Linked DNA regions of Sus scrofa: region 1 is linked to region 2. Evidence: chromatin contacts called from public HiChIP or PLAC-seq data. All regions are on one chromosome and are shown on one strand. Each heading gives the region's core, a stretch centred on a gene start, on an enhancer-like site or on the middle of the called end of the contact. The rest is flanking DNA. Distances are from core to core; before and after follow the strand shown. Region 1 holds the start of MRPL51 (39S ribosomal protein L51, mitochondrial). Region 2 holds the start of IFFO1 (intermediate filament family orphan 1).

Region 1 (4,378 bases), core at 787-3,286, 52 kb before region 2:
TGGATCCTTAATCCACTGAGCAAGGCCAGGGGTCAAACCTGCAACCTCACAGTTCCTGGTCGAATTCATTTCCACTGCGCCATGACAGGAACTCCTAAAATTACAACTTTTAACACTCTGAAAGGCCAAATGTCAAAAGGGGTCAACAATTTTTTACTTTATTTAGTTTTATTTGTTTGTTTATTTAGACCACTTCCAAGGCATGTGGAAGTTCCCTGGCCAGGGATTGAACCGAAGCCACAGCAGTGACCCAAGACATGGCGGTGACAACACTAAATTTTTAACCACTAGGCCCCTAGGGAACTCCATCATTTTTTACGTTTTAAACACCATAGGTATGGCTAGACCACAAAAGACAAGTGGTAAAGTCCAAACCTAAGACAAGACTTAGGAATGAATCACACTTTCTAGTCTCCTGAATGAGTAAAAGCAGCATCTAAAGGAAAATAACGCATATGGATAACACATTCCAAAGAAGTCCCATTTTATTACTGCGGGCATACAAATCTCTTTCCTCATAAGGAAAAGTACTTCCTCCTTCTCCTGGGTGGTAGATATGCCTCCTCCACAGTTCCTAGCTTTCTCTTCTACCGGTACTTTCCATGTCGGTTAAAGTGTTTGTAGAGATAGCTGATGCGTTTGTTAAGATTGTGCAGGTCATCAATGAACATCCGATTTCCAACCATTCTCTTCTTTCGGATACAACGCTGTAATTCATTCCCCTTCCAGCCTCGAAGCCATATGGGGCCCTTGATCAGTTCTTTGGGGTGTTTTTCAAAGTTTCCTATGTAATGTGAGATAACATGTTAGTTCCAAGAGGAGAAAGAACCTAGTCTCCACTAGCTAAGCCTTCAACAGAGTTGCATCTACCTGAGCAGCACCTATAGACAAGACACATTAGGAGTTCCCGTTGTGGCTCAGTGGTTAACGAATCCGACTAGGAACCAAGAGGTTGCGCCTTAGATCCCTGGCCTTGCTCAGTGGGTTAAGGATCCGGCGTTGCTGTGAGCTGTGGTGTAGGTTGCAGACACGGCTTGGATCCTGCGTTGCTGTAGCCCTGGCGTAGGCCGGCGGCTACAGCTCTGGCTACAGCTCCGATTAGACCCCTAGCCTGGGAACCTCCATATGCCGCAGGAGCGGCCCAAAAAATCGCAGGGAAAAAAAAAAAAAAGACACATTATGCTACAGGATCAAGACCACAGACTCTGTAGCCTCGCTGCTTGGGGTCAAATTCTGGCACTGCCATTGACTAGCTTTGGGAAAACTAGGTTATCTCTGTGCCTCAGTTTCCTCACCTTTAAAGTGAAAAGATTATAAAGATTAAATGTGTTAATGCATGCAGGACACACATAACAGTGCCCAACACAACGTAAATAGCCACATAAATGTTTGTTCTTACTATTGAACATGGTATCATTTCTACACAGGTGAAAAATTATAGTCGTTACGACATAACTTCTGTTCTGGAATTCTGCACCAAGGAGTCAAGTCTTACCCAGGATCCCGATATTGTCATACACCCCGAACATGGCCCTCTTCTCGTTCCAACGATCAACCACTTTGCGAGGCGGGAGAGTGACCCTTACATGGAACAATCTAGGAATACCTAAGGAAGGGGAAGAAAAGGAATGAATCTGAGCCGCTTACTGAGAAACAGTTCTCGAGGCGTCTTACTGCATGAAGCACTTACCCAGAGAGAAGCTTCTACAGGTCAAGGGCAACCGGCCCCACAGGCCCCTGCCTGTCACCCAAGAAAGGCTCCCTGCCATTGCCCTCGTCTCTCTGCTACAACAGCCCTCTGCAGGAGCACAGGAGGGAGGGCCAGATGTGGCCTTCGAGGAGATAAGAACCGTCCCCACTGGGTTCACATTGGTATTACATGGACGCAGCCATCTTGGGCTTTACCCAGGTAGCTCAGGGCGCCAGACTTGCCGGGCCCCGCTTGGCCCCGCCTTCCCCAGCGGCGAGCCCCGCCCTCCAGGTTCCGGGGCAGAGGGGCCTTGTAGCCCTGCCCCGCAGAGGCGTTTCCGGTCTGCCCACCGGAAGTTCTGGATTGCCAGAAGAGCTGAGGGGCCCGTGTCGTTGTCTAGGTCGCCCCAAAACTGAATTTCAAGAAAATTCACCCTTTCCTGTTTCTTTGGGCTTCCCTCAACTGAGGGAGATGAAGGTCCAGAACCGGGAGGAACCCAGAGCTTCCTTTCTCTGTGCCCCACAGCAGTTTTGCGCTGTAGCTGTTTTTATTCCCCTTATTCGACAGGGGAGGAAATCCGAGGCTGAGGGAGTGAAACGACCTGCTGACGTCACCTGGCAGAGGAGATGGCGGAACCCGGACTAGAGCCTAGGTCTTCTAACTGCCGGCCTGAACTTGCCTCCAGTACTGGGGGGTGACTGAGTGTGTCAGTGTCCCAGGGGCACGGCCACCGCCCAGCTAGAAACGCGGCATCTCCTGCAGGCACCACGAAGGCCTCCTCTCCACCGACGGAGTAAAAGGAGGACCTTGTAGGGACTGAGGTGGCGGCGAGGTGAGGGGGCGGGAGCCAGAATCTAGGTCCCGCCCTCCTCCGTTTCAGCGGCTCCTGCGTTATGATTGGTTGGTCCCTACAGCTAGTGTCCTGATTGGCCCACTTCCGGCCGTTGAGATTTGAATTCCAGGTTCGCGGCTTTGCCGGCGCGGTCCCCGGCTCCGAGGCGGGTTTTTGCCTCCGCCTGGCAGGTATTGGCCGGTTTCTCTGCCCGTGGGAGTGCTGCCTAGCTGATTGGTGCGTGTTGTGCCCTTCATGGTTTTTCCTTCACTTCAGCCCCACAACCGGACCCAGAGGAACTGCAGGTGAAGTTCTCTTAAAAGGTGTGGTGTTCAGGGCGAGCGGGGAAGGAGAGGCCGGGAAAATCGGGAACCGGGCGGTATGATGCGGCATCAGGCTGGGAGGTGTATTGGTGCGTCCCTGTGGTACGGCGTGGTAACACAGTCTCACAGATCCGCAGTGGAATTTGAGCAAATTGCTTAATCTTTCAGAGCCTCAATTTCCTGATCTGTAAGTGGAACAGTAGTATTATGCACTCCATGAGGTTGGCATTTGGAGGGTTAGATAAGGTATGACGTTCAAATAGCCTAACAGAACCTGGCACAGAGTAAACAAATACTGCAAATGTTCTCTTTCTGCAAACAGGAAACACATTAAGCCCTACTGGGCCACTGTTCTAGCCTCTGATGAGGCATTCTCTCTATACCTAAGTTTTGCCCATAGAAACAGAAAGAACATTGATATGCCATTTTACAGTTTTTAAAATACTTTCATACTTCTTGACCCATTTGATTCCCAGAGCAACTTTATAAAGTAATCATAGATTAGTAATCCTGTTTGACAGATGAGGCCCAGGGTTAAGTGACATGACCAAGTGTCAGAGTCACAACTAGAATTACATTCTAGTCCGGGTTAATCTCACACTCCCTAAGATAATGTTATTAGCTTGATGTAAGACTAAAAAGCATATGTTTGAGGAGAGAAGTAATAGAACCGAATGAAAAGACAACCTTTAGATATAGACTGATTTGCTGTTTGGCTTCCAGCACTGTGAGCCATTGGGAGAAATATGTCCCCCCAGCTGTATGAGTTCCATCTGCCCTTATCCCCAGAAGAGTTGTTGAAAAGTGGAGGGGTGAATCAGTATGTGGTGCAGGAGGTACTGTCCATCAGACATCTTCCATCACACCTTAAAGGTAAGACGCCACAGCTGCCCTTGTGCCTAGCACTTCAAAACAGCCACCCACATGTAGTTATATCATCTGTCTGTTCCACTACACCGCTAAGCTCCATGAGGGCAAGGAACATGTCTTTCCTCTTATTGTTTTTTTTTCCCTAGTATTTTGTTACACGAAGAGTATTTTCATTAACCACCTTCTCTAGATAATTCAATCAACAGTCTGGGTGTATATGGTTACTCTTTGGGGAAGTTTTTGTTTTAGATTTTTGCTTCTTAACCATATGTCAAAATAAAGTCCTGGCAGTTTTAAGAGTTGTAGGAGAAGATAGCTTTTTCAGAATGTCTGGGATGTGCCCAGGTAATACTTTTAGAGTCTAGATCACATTTCCAAGAGCATACAATAGTGGAAAAAAGAATATGTGCACGGTTGCAGCACTGTGTGATATATGTACAGTGCAGTTACCTATTGAAACCTATAGATGACTCAGCAGTTCATGCATCATCAACAAGGCCTCATCCATAATGTTATTGTACTTATTGGAAGTGTCTTGTGTCAGGTAGATTGCTTTGGAGAGTTACAGAGAGTAGAGATTAAGCCTGTGGAGCCAGACTGCCTCCTGGATTTGAATCCTGTCTCCACTACTTTGACTTTGGGCAGTTACTTACTCTCTCTGTG
Region 2 (4,938 bases), core at 336-2,835:
CACAAAACCCCAGTGTTAACACAGTCATTCAAACACTGCAGCCTGGATGAGACAGAGAGAAAAGCCAGAAGAAGAACATGAGTTCCCCCGCAGTATCCACTCCTAGACTCCTTCCTGTCACGGGTCTGACTTCTGCATTCGCTGTGGATTCTAGTCTCAGAGTATCCAATTCCGTCGTCTTACGGACTTCCAAGCTCCTCCTTGCACAGCAGGAACTTTTTTACTCTTATTGACTCCTCCCTGATTCTTGGGCCCCATCGGCTCCCGGAGGCACAGCTAGCCCCGGCCGGCCCGAGTGTGGCCTGACGGTGTGCGCCGTCCCCACCTTCCCGGTCCCTACCTCCGCTTGTACTCGTCCCGCTCCCGCTTCACTTTGGCCAGCACGTTGTAGAGCGCGCGGATCTCGGGGGTGATGGTGTCGATCTGGACGCCCACCCCGTCGGGGTGCACCCACGACAGGCCAGGCCCTTGCACCAGCGTGGGCTCCAGTCCCGGCCCGAGCCGGCGGGCGTGAGAGAAGGACCAGATGGTGCCGGGCATGAAGCGGGCCGACGAGGAGTAGGCGGTGGAGGCGGAGGTGGAGGGCGCTGGGTGGCAGGCCGCGGAGGGCGCGAGGGGGCCGGCCGGAGAGCGCGCGGGCGACCCCAGCACCCGCGCCGACGGGGTGCAGACTGCGGCCGGCCGGGAGCCCAGGGGCAGCCCCAGGGGCCGGACGGGGCTGATGAAACCGGTCTGCACGGCCTGGTCGCGGCGAGCCAGGCCCCGCCGGCCCTGCTTACCCTCCTCCAGCGCCTGCTGCAGCTGCTTCTCCAGCAGCCGGTTGCGGCGCTCCAACTCGTGCACCTTGGCCAGGAAGCAGCGGAAGCGGAGGTTCAGGGTCTTGAGCACGTTGATGTTGGAGCCCAAGTCGTTGCGGAGCGCCATGGCGGCGGGGGGCGCCGGGCCCGGCCCGGGGGGCGAATAGGGAGCCGGGCCGGCCGGGGCTAGCGGCGCCGGAGGCAAGTCCCCGCCTCCGGCCAAGTGGTCACCTCCCAGGGGGTCCCCCAGCGGCCCGGCCAGGCCCTGCTGCTCCTGCTGGAGGAGGAAGAGATTGGGGCCGAATAACGGATTCATGGCTGCGCCTTCTGCTGGGAGATGGAGACTAGTGCAGGAACAGGGATGGAGGGTGAGGGAGAAGAGCCAATGAGGCGCCAGGGGGACGTGTGGCAGCCAATCAGACAGCTCGACCGAGGGGGCAGAGGTCAGCGGAGAGGAGGAGGGCAGGAAGAAAGCCAATGAAAGGCTCGCTGAGAAGCTGGCACCTGGACCGACCTTTCCGGGTCTGAGGCTGAGCCCTGGTCTGAGCGGACCGCTTGCTTGTGCCCGGAATCCAGCCAGGATGGCAGAGTGTCATCAAACCCAGATCCTCCACTACTCCATGGTTGTAGTAGCGCGAAATCCATCTTCCCTACACCCCTATTGCCCTCCTCGCTCCAGTCTGAACACCCGGGCTCTGCCTCGCCTTCTCCTGGGTCCCTGGGGAAGTCAAAGGATCCCAGGTGCCTGGAATTGACTTGATTTCTCAGTATACCACACGATCCCCTCTTTAGAGGATCCCTATCCCACCCTCCCACCCCTACCCTTAAAGCAGCAAAGCCAACATCCAGTACCCTCAAAAAACAAACAAACAAAAAAAAAACCAGCAAAAAAACCACAATGGCAAGATTGCAAATTGTGTATTAAATTTCACATCCACGGTGGGAAAGCCATCCTCACGGAGGTAAGAGCTCCAACCTAGTAACAATGGCAATGAACCACCCCAGTCTAGTTCAACCATCCACTGAAGACGGCAGTGGTTGGCTGCTGCCTCTGGACTGCGATTTTCTCCTCTTCGCTGGTGGGGGCCTGCTAGAACTGCGAGGGGACATGGTGGGAGTCTTAGGTCCCTTGGGGGTGCCATTCTGTTTCTGGAAGGCAGTTTTCTTGAAAGATTGCTCTGGTAACTGCTGCTTTACCTTCTCAGCCCCTGTGGTGGTGTTTCCAAGGGGCTGATTGCAGTCCTCAGGCTTGAAAGCATCCTGGGTCTTGGAGAGGGATGGCACAGGAGGGATTTCTGGGTCCATGCCCTTGGGAGGAACACACTGCTTTGGGAAGGCAACTTTCTTGGAGGACTGCAGTTTGGGTGACTGTTTTAGTCTCCCAGCCACCTTTGGTTCCCTGACCACTACTGCTTTCTCAGCTGGCTGCTTGCTATCCTGGAGCTTGGAGGAAGGTTGGACCTTTGTGACAGAAGACACAGTGGACAATTCTGAGCCTGTCCCTTTGGAGACGCCATTCTGCTTTTGGAAAGAAGCCTTCTTGGGAAGTTGCCGTTTCTGCAGCCGCTGCTTTGCTTGCACAGCCACTCTGGCCTTCTTGGCAGGCTGGCTGCTGCGCTCAGGCTTGGGAGTCACCTCCCCTTTCGGGCTGGGCAAGTCTGGGTTTGTAGGGGTTGATGTTGCAGAATTTCCTGGGGTTAAAATTAAATAGAATGGTTTCAGAAAACAGGCCTCATCACTGAGCCTTGATCATCAGTGGTGGAGATAAGCAGAGGAAGTACAATAAGGAAACTGCCCGGGTACTATCTCTTGGCCAAGTGTTCCGCACAATTGGGAGGTATCTAAAAGTAGATTACTTAAGATTCAGATTACTTAACCTCACCTATACTCAAGTCGAATTTGAACCCGATATTAAAGAGAAGGGATCACTACCCATCCTTGGTCCAAAAGGTTTTTAGAGGAGGCTGTACCCCCTTGAGGCCAGCAGGTAACGAGACACTCTAAGGAGAGGTGAATCCTGAATAAACCTCAAGCATTGGGTGGGCCTTTCTTTTAATCAGGAAAGATTTTTGATGGAAATGCAAAAATCTTTTGGAAATGCAGATTTTGATGAGCTGCACACAGAGCAACTAGAAACAAGCTAGTCTTCATAAATGAAGACTGACATATATTAAACAGGTATTTAAATACAGATTTTTAAAGATAGAGCAAAAAAATTACAGGAAATTTTGCTACTTCTCAAAGAGATTTTTGTTCTGTTAATGTTCAGATGTGACTTCTGTTAGGAGGCACTGTTTATTAAAAGAAATCAACTCAGTAAGTCATGAAGTTTGTATCCAGAGAAGGCAGGCTTGCCTCTCTCTTTTCCAACTAAACCCAGGGTGACATCCCAGCAGGCAAAGCCCTCGGGCCTGTTTCAGCAACCCCACCCCACCCCTTGAGGCCAGACTCCTCAAGATGGCTGGGAAACAGATCTCCAATTAGTATGATAGGCTCAGAGAACCGCTGATAGTTCGGAGGAGTCGTGTGCCAACCCAGTGCCGACAAGGCTGGACCAGAAGAGGTCTATTACCAGTAAGGCAGCCTCGCCAAGAAGGAAGAGAAACCACACCCGCACTGCGAATGCATTTAGTGCCAAACAACTGCAGCCACTTGGCACAATCAAGGAAAAGGCCCCACCTGCATGAACCCTTTAACATACCCGAATGGGGTCCAAGCTTGGGAACAAATGTCGCTGGGATGAAAGGGGTCCCTCACCCAAGTAAGCAAAGCGGGGATAGGGAGGCAGAGACCCGACCCTTCCCTGCAGCCACCCTAAAAAGCTTCCTGAGAGGCAGAGAAAGCAAAGGTGGCAATGAATGTTACAGAGAGCTTACCTGTTTGGGACTGGGGGATAGAATTGGAGAACTTCTTGAACTTGGCAATAAAGAAACCATCCATGTTGTGGGTGTGAGGGTAGAAGCGGCGGGTAGAACGCAGAGTGGGGTGGAAGCGCCTTTCCCGGAAGCGGGTAAAGCCCTCCTGGCCGAAGTCCAGGCCAGTGGGCACAAGCCGCACATTCCTCTTCTTCAGTGCGTAGTCTACCACCCACTCATTCTCTTCCACCTGACATATGGGGGCAGATGGAGACGGAAGGAAAAGGCAAAGAGCTGGAGATGAAGGATGGGCTGAGGAGCCCCAACCCAGGCCCCCTGGGCTCCACTGCCAGGCCTCACCGTGATGGAGCAGGTGCAGTACACAAGGTAGCCTCCTGTCTTGGAGGTGGCACTGACAGAGTCGATAGCACTCAGGAGCAGCTCCTTCTGAAGGTGAGCACAGCGCAGAATGTCCTTCTCATCCTGTCCCCAGACAGAGAGATCCAGAGCATTGGAATTTCAAAAGGCACTGCTGGCTGCTCAGGGGGTCCCCCACCTCCCACTCTGGCTCTCCAGGCCCCAACCCCCACTTCAACTGGTCGCCCAACCCTGCCTCCGCACCTTGTTAGTCTTCACAGCTGGGTCCTTGGAGATGATCCCAGTGCCACTGCAAGGAGCATCCAGCAGGACTCGGTCAAAGCCCCCCACCACCTGGGGAAAAGGGCAGGATAATCAGCCATTCTGGGTAACCTGAGCCAAACCTTGTATTTCCTAGAGGCAAGTCTCAATATCCTGAGATCAGAAGAGGGCAGGTGGGCTGGAACACAATCTCAGGAGAGACACGCAGAAGGGAGCCCACCTTGGGGAACTGGCGCCCATCGTAGTTGCTGATGATGGTGTTGGTGACTCCCAGCCGGTGCAAGTTGCCCACGACACTCTTGAGCCGCTCAGCATTGGCATCGTTGGCGAGAATCACACCCGTGTTCTTCATGAGCTGGGCTGAAGGGCAGAGGGCACAGGCCTCACCAGCAGTTCCTCTGCTTCCAAACCTGCCAGCCACCCTCTAGCCCAGGAACGTGCTCATTCACTTCCCCAATAAGCTGCATTCCCCAGGTCCACAGTAAGGTGGTAGGTCTACCTGGTCTGTGCTGGCCCCTGGGATGAGCAAGGCTACCAGGGTGGTTTTTCCATTGTTACCAAACACCCTTCCGATCTGACGGACTGAGTTACTTCTAAGTAACATCAGCTTAATCAAATGGTTACGACTAGTGGTATACAGTGTCCCC

Evidence for each region. HiChIP or PLAC-seq counts read pairs in DNA pulled down with a chosen protein or histone mark.
Region 1: an H3K27ac HiChIP or PLAC-seq map of alveolar macrophages shows a contact between it and region 2. The contact joins the promoter of MRPL51 here to the promoter of IFFO1 in region 2. A contact is called at or near these places in 5 of 47 Hi-C or Micro-C datasets (blood, brain, liver and 1 more) and 2 of 2 datasets of contacts at active chromatin or transcription factors (alveolar macrophages and skeletal muscle).

The regions. Positions count from the first base shown.
Region 1 is chr5:64,165,076-64,169,453 of Sscrofa11.1, reverse strand. It overlaps MRPL51 (39S ribosomal protein L51, mitochondrial), which reads right to left and starts at 2,036. Exons shown (of 3, transcript XM_021092433.1): 1 at 1,691-2,036; 2 at 1,496-1,606; 3 at 468-784. The coding sequence starts at 1,769. The coding sequence ends at 588. NCAPD2 (condensin complex subunit 1) reads left to right here and starts at 2,044. Exons shown (of 32, transcript XM_021092430.1): 1 at 2,044-2,827; 2 at 3,569-3,718. The coding sequence starts at 3,592.
Region 2 is chr5:64,112,342-64,117,279 of Sscrofa11.1, reverse strand. IFFO1 (intermediate filament family orphan 1) reads right to left here and starts at 1,585. Exons shown (of 10, transcript XM_021092432.1): 1 at 341-1,585. The coding sequence starts at 1,113. NOP2 (NOP2 nucleolar protein) reads right to left here. Exons shown (of 16, transcript NM_001244246.1): 12 at 4,512-4,651; 13 at 4,274-4,363; 14 at 4,013-4,135; 15 at 3,674-3,902; 16 at 1,698-2,488. The coding sequence ends at 1,809.